Linked DNA regions of Mus musculus: region 2 is linked to region 1. Evidence: chromatin contacts called from public promoter capture Hi-C data. All regions are on one chromosome and are shown on one strand. Each heading gives the region's core, a stretch centred on a gene start, on an enhancer-like site or on the middle of the called end of the contact. The rest is flanking DNA. Distances are from core to core; before and after follow the strand shown.

Region 1 (2,601 bases), core at 45-2,544:
ATTGTTAATCCACAGTGAATGATCACAACAGCAGGAATGGTGCAATTCAGATTAGTGAAAGAAAATGGTGATAAATGAAGTAGAAATGCCCTTGCTGAGACCCACAGCATCCCATCCAAATTGTTACTCAAGAAACGAAACATCTCCAAGACATGCTGCTCTAACCGCAGTGCTTGTCTAAGTCAGGAGAAGGTTACAGGTGGGCAGATTTCTGTGAGTCCAGGATAGCCAGGGCTATGTAGAGAGACCTTGTGTCAAAACAAAACAAAAAGTGGTAATCATAGAATTAAAAACTCAAATATATGTTTAAAGACGTATAAAATTAGTCTTTTAACTTCATTATAAATTTACTTTTTGTTTTGCATTTTGTTTGTGTACACATGAAAAATTTAAAATTACTTTAGAGAGATCTCTTTCATAGCATTACAGTGCTTTAAAATTATTTTTAAAATGAAATGCTGAAGTTCCACATGATAGTAGTTATATGTAATCCATTGTAGTTTTGCTGCAGTCAGGAGAATTACAGTGAGCTTGAGGCTAGCCTAGGTTACAAAGTGAAAACATGTTGGTAAAACAAAGTAACAAAATGGCTTAGTTTTACTGCAGAGCAAAGTAAGTGGTGGAATGGGGAAGAGTCCTAGTAGCAGCTATCACTTAAGTCACCTCTGAAGGAAGCCTCCAGGCTGCAGTAGCAGATATAGCCTTTGCTGCCAGTGTGCATGGTGTCTTCCAGTGGCTGGAGAGTAGGGCACACAGAGAGGATAATGACAAAGAATCCAGTTATCAGAGGAAGACAGGGAACCTTGCGCCACCAGGGATGCATGATTAAAATAGTATGCTTAAGGGAAAAGGCCCGAGATTTCCCGGAGTGGGAGAAGGTGGGCGCTGGCGACATCTAGATGCTCTGCGGAGAGTGGCGGAACCCTACTGTTTGCTCCTTTTCCTAGCTTCGAGCACACGTTTCCATTCTCAGGAGGGCCTTTCTCTCTTAGAAACGATTACTATCCACATGGTCCTCCGGCATCTTTTTGTTCCAGGACAGCAAAACCTGGAAGGCTGAGTGGGTGTCCCCCTGTATATACTCAAGGCACACATAAAACAGTAGACTCACCTTTCTTCGCACTTTATCATGGAAATAAGAAAAAACGTATCCTTTAATTTTCTTTCAGAGCTTCTTCTATCCTTTTCGGAGTTGTTTTGGTTGTGCTTGTTCACATGTGTACATGTGTGTTGGTTTCTCCTTCTTTCCTGATTTAGAGAAGTACTTTAGTGGCTTAGCTGGCATGCTGCTGGGGAAGTGGAGGTCTCTATATTGTTCCTCTTTCTCCTGTGAACAGACACGGCTTGTGTTCTGTAATTCCTGTCTAAGGGTTCAGTGGGGCCAGTTGTCCCTGCTGTGTTCTGTACCCCTAAAGCTTCCCTGAGAAGTTGTCATACCTAAAAATATTCTGTTCTCAGTGTTAGATCTTATGTTTTCATACTTAAGATACAATGACCTAAGCTCTTGAAGACTTGGTAGCCCTGTGCAGAACATTTCCTTTAAAGGAGGTGTGGGAAACATGGCTAATTGCTTTGAAAAATGAAAGAATACCCTTTCTGCTCCTGTCCCTGACTTGCTGGATAGGGCTGTCTCTGGGCTTTGGTTTTCTTACCTTTCTGTGAGGAGAGTATGCTACTCTTAAGACTCCTCCTGACCGGAAGCTCATAGGCTTGGCTCTGCATGTAGCACTTGCTCTCTGGAAGAAGGACGACAAGGCAAAGGAGAACAAAATGTTTTACTTTCAATTTAGTAGCAGCAGTGGGAGGTGCAGTGCTGGGCCTTGAACTCAGAACCTCATGCATGCTAGGCAGGCCCTCCCCACCATACTAATAGTTTACTTCCTTCCTTCCTTAATAGCCTTTCTTTCTTTCTTTCTCTCTTTCTCTCTTTCTTTCTTTCTCTCTTTCTCTCTTTCTTTCTTTCTTTCTTTCTTTCTCTCTCTCTCTCTCTCTCTCTTCCCTACTTTCTTTCTTTCTCTCTCTTTCCTTCCTTCCCTTTTAATTTTATTCTTCTCTTCTCTTCTCTTCTCTTCTCTTCTCTTCTCTTCTCTTCTCTTCTCTTCTCTTCTCTTCTCTTCTCTTCTCTTCTCTTCTCTTCTCTTCTTTCTCTCTTTGAGACAGGGCTTCTCTATGTAGCTCTGGCTGGCCTGGAACTAGCTCTGGCCTGGAAGAGAGATCTGCCAGCCTGTGTCTCCCAAGTGTTGGGGCTGAAGGTGTGTACCACCACTACCACCCAGCTGTGATTGTATTTTCTTAAAAGTATTTATTTTTATTTTAGTGGGAGGAGTTGCCCTTTTTGAGACAAGGTCTTTATTTCAAAGCTCTGGCTGTCCTAGGCTAGTCTCAGACTCACAGATCTGCCTGCCTTTGCCTCCTGAGTGCCAGGATTAAAGGTGTGTGTTACCATGTCCTGTTTTACAAGTATTTTTCTTTGTTTGAGACATGGGTTTTCTGTGTAGCCATCTGTAGACCAGGCTGAGCTTGGACTCAGGAATATTCTTATTTCTGCCTCTTGGTTGCTGGGATTAAAGGCCTGTACAACCACATCTGCCTTAAAGTATT
Region 2 (2,601 bases), core at 31-2,530, 250 kb before region 1:
TGTGGTTGATATCCCAGGGTAGCCTGAGAAGAAGATGACCAAGAGCAGAGGAAGGAGATTCAGGTATTCTGACCTCCGGCAGCATTCCCATTGTTGTAAAACCTTACTCTGATAAATAAGTTTTTGGAGATTTATTCTTAATTTAAAATTATATGTATGAATGTGGTATCCAAGACCATCCCCTGGAGCTGGAGTTATTTGAACTTGGCGAGCCTCTTGTATGTGCTGGGACCTGAATTAGTGTCCTCTGCTTGAGCAGTAAGAGTTCTAGCCGAGGAGCCATCTCTCCAACCCCTTGCAGCAAGTAATTTTATCCAGAGGAAGAGATAGGAAGCGGGGAAGGGTGCAAGAAAGAGAACACACTCATCTTTTGATTGTTCATGGGGCTAAGCCTTTCAACGATTGTGGAAAGAGAATGAAATTACCCCAAATCAGGCCTGTTCTCCTCTTGACTCTGTCTCACCATCCGTCCATTTCTGTGATCTCCTGTATAGGCGCCTACAATCTGTGCCATCCGCAAGGTGAGTCACTGTCTGAATTTACGGAGCCTTGCTTCTCTTGGTCTGATCGTTCGGCCTGGGCGACACGAAAGCAGAAGGCTCATAGATTCCGAAGCACCTCAAGGCTGGCTTCCTCTTTCTTTTTCCATTCGCAGGTCGCTTGCCCTCTCTGGGTGCACCAAGAGAGAGTAAATGACTATGAGTGAAGATGGCCGGTTTCCTGGACGCTCCCAGTCCCAGAAAGGAAAGGCACTGACCAACTCCCCTGCAGACAGGGTTTTTAAAATGACGCTGAGGATGGGAGTGGGGGTGGGGTAGAGAATGGTCCCTAAGCTCAGTTTGACTGTGCTGGGAGCTGGGTCCAGATGGCTTAAGTAACAAATAGTTTAAGAGAGAAAAGCAAGGCTTTAAGGACCAGCTGGGAGTGGTCCCAGACTTTGGGTCAGATCCAACGCAGTGCTGGCCTAGGACACCCCGCAAAAAGTCCAGATGATACTGTGTGTAAGGAACAGGTTTTAGGTGATGTTTACCCGTGTTGGGTTGATGTGAAGAGTAACGCTTAGCTCACCCCAAATGACAACTGCACCCCTTCTGTTGACATTTATGCCAGACAGTGGGATCCCAGGATGCCCTCAAGGCCTCATCGGGTTGACCCCGCCCCTTTTCACCTGGGCACGCCCCTGGTGGCGGAGACTTCCGGATTTCCCTGCCTGCCAGAGCTCCACCCCTCTGGCCTTATGCCCAGACTCCGCAGTCCGGAGCTGGTAGAACCCGAGCTCAGAGCTTGGAGAGGCTGGCGGAGCAGGAGCTGCGCGGCTGCGGAGTCCTCGTGCCTTGAGGACAGATGTGCGCCGGCATAGGGGGTGCACCAACCTGAGCTGGGGTGAAGCTTCTAGAGAGGACAAGCCGGCGACAGCGAGATGCAGCCGGAGGAGCCCTGCGCCCCGAGCGCGCCCGGCGGTCCTGACGTCCCGGAGAGAGGCCAGCGCTCGCGGGACCCCGGACCGCGCCTGTCGGGCCAGCTACTGCCCGAGCTCTACAGCTTCGTGGCGCGCGTCCTTTTCTACCTGGCACCGGTCTACCTGGCGGGCTACCTGGGGCTCAGCGTCACCTGGCTGCTGCTTGGCGCCCTGCTCTGGATGTGGTGGCGCCGGAACCGCCGCGGGAAGCTGGGGCGCTTGGAGGCCGCCTTCGAATTCCTGGAGCACGAGCGCGAGTTCATCAGCCGTGAGCTGCGGGGCCAGCATTTGCCAGCCTGGGTAAGCCGGGCCCGGCGGAGGGCTGTGGGTTTCCGAGGGGGGAGCTGGGGCGTACTCCCGGGTCTTCACGCAAGGGCCGGGCTTCAGAGAAGAGTCGGAGGTGGGACACACCCAGGATCAAAACTGGGCGTCCAGGACTCCGCAAAGTTGCTCGCGTAGGAAACAGGGCGCTTCTTCCACCCGCCTGTTGATTTAAGAACTAGCGAAGGGCGTGACACGTATATAGACACATACAGCAGTGACAGGAGCACAGGGCTCTGGTCGCCTTCAGCCGAGAGCTGGCAGGAGTGCTCCGCAGAGCAAGCCGGGATACTGCGTGGACCACTGTCCTCTCCCTTCTTATGCCATGGGCTTGAGCGGGCCGTGTGCACACTCGTAGTCCAGAGACAAACCCGCTTCCTGGTGGCGGTTGGCATGGCTATGGTTTCTCAAATGCATCTGGTCCTGAGAACCCCACCTGGTTCACGTAAAAACAAAATCTGTACCCCCAGCTTAATTCCTCGGGTGGGGAACAAGGACGTTTAGGATTGGATGTTTCGCAAACATTGACCAAAGGAGTCCGTTTCAGAGGGTTAGTGTGTGACAGATCTGCCCCCTGGAGCTGGAGGCTTCTGCTTCCCTGAGTATCTTGTATCTCAGACTCCCAGGGGAGATATGCGGAGGCCCCCCCAGACTCCTAATTTCGGCTGGCTTGAATGTTTTGCGTGTGGCCTGAACTCTAAAACGCAGCTGAATCTATGAGCATCACACCTGTCTGTGATTGAGAAGAGAACGTTAGCATGGCTTATTAATCTCATTTGGAAATTAAGTCTTGCCTGTATGTAGTTTGTTAAGGCCATTGC

The links. Promoter capture Hi-C pulls out the DNA fragments that hold promoters and counts their contacts.
Region 2: a promoter capture Hi-C map of cranial neural crest shows a contact between it and region 1. The contact joins the promoter of Esyt3 here to the enhancer-like site in region 1. A contact is called at or near these places in 9 of 39 promoter capture datasets (the C10 cell line, cranial neural crest, frontonasal cranial neural crest and 5 more), 1 of 15 datasets of contacts at CTCF or cohesin (the NIH/3T3 cell line), 4 of 115 datasets of contacts at active chromatin or transcription factors (differentiating embryonic stem cells, embryonic stem cells, microglia and 1 more) and 3 of 9 other capture datasets (adipose tissue, liver and pancreatic islet).

Annotation. Positions count from the first base shown.
Region 1 is chr9:99,108,509-99,111,109 of GRCm38.p6, reverse strand. All of the region lies in intron 2 of Pik3cb (phosphatidylinositol-4,5-bisphosphate 3-kinase catalytic subunit beta), which reads left to right. Among named protein-coding and RNA genes, the nearest start is that of Pik3cb, 30 kb to the left of the region's middle. Within about 2 kb of position 1,294, at least 66 of the 459 cell types and tissues checked have an H3K27ac peak or open chromatin away from gene starts, as enhancers often do. A contact at or near this core is called in adipose tissue and microglia, where this site is marked.
Region 2 is chr9:99,357,209-99,359,809 of GRCm38.p6, reverse strand. Esyt3 (extended synaptotagmin-like protein 3) reads left to right here and starts at 1,280. Exons shown (of 23, transcript NM_177775.3): 1 at 1,280-1,759. The coding sequence starts at 1,421.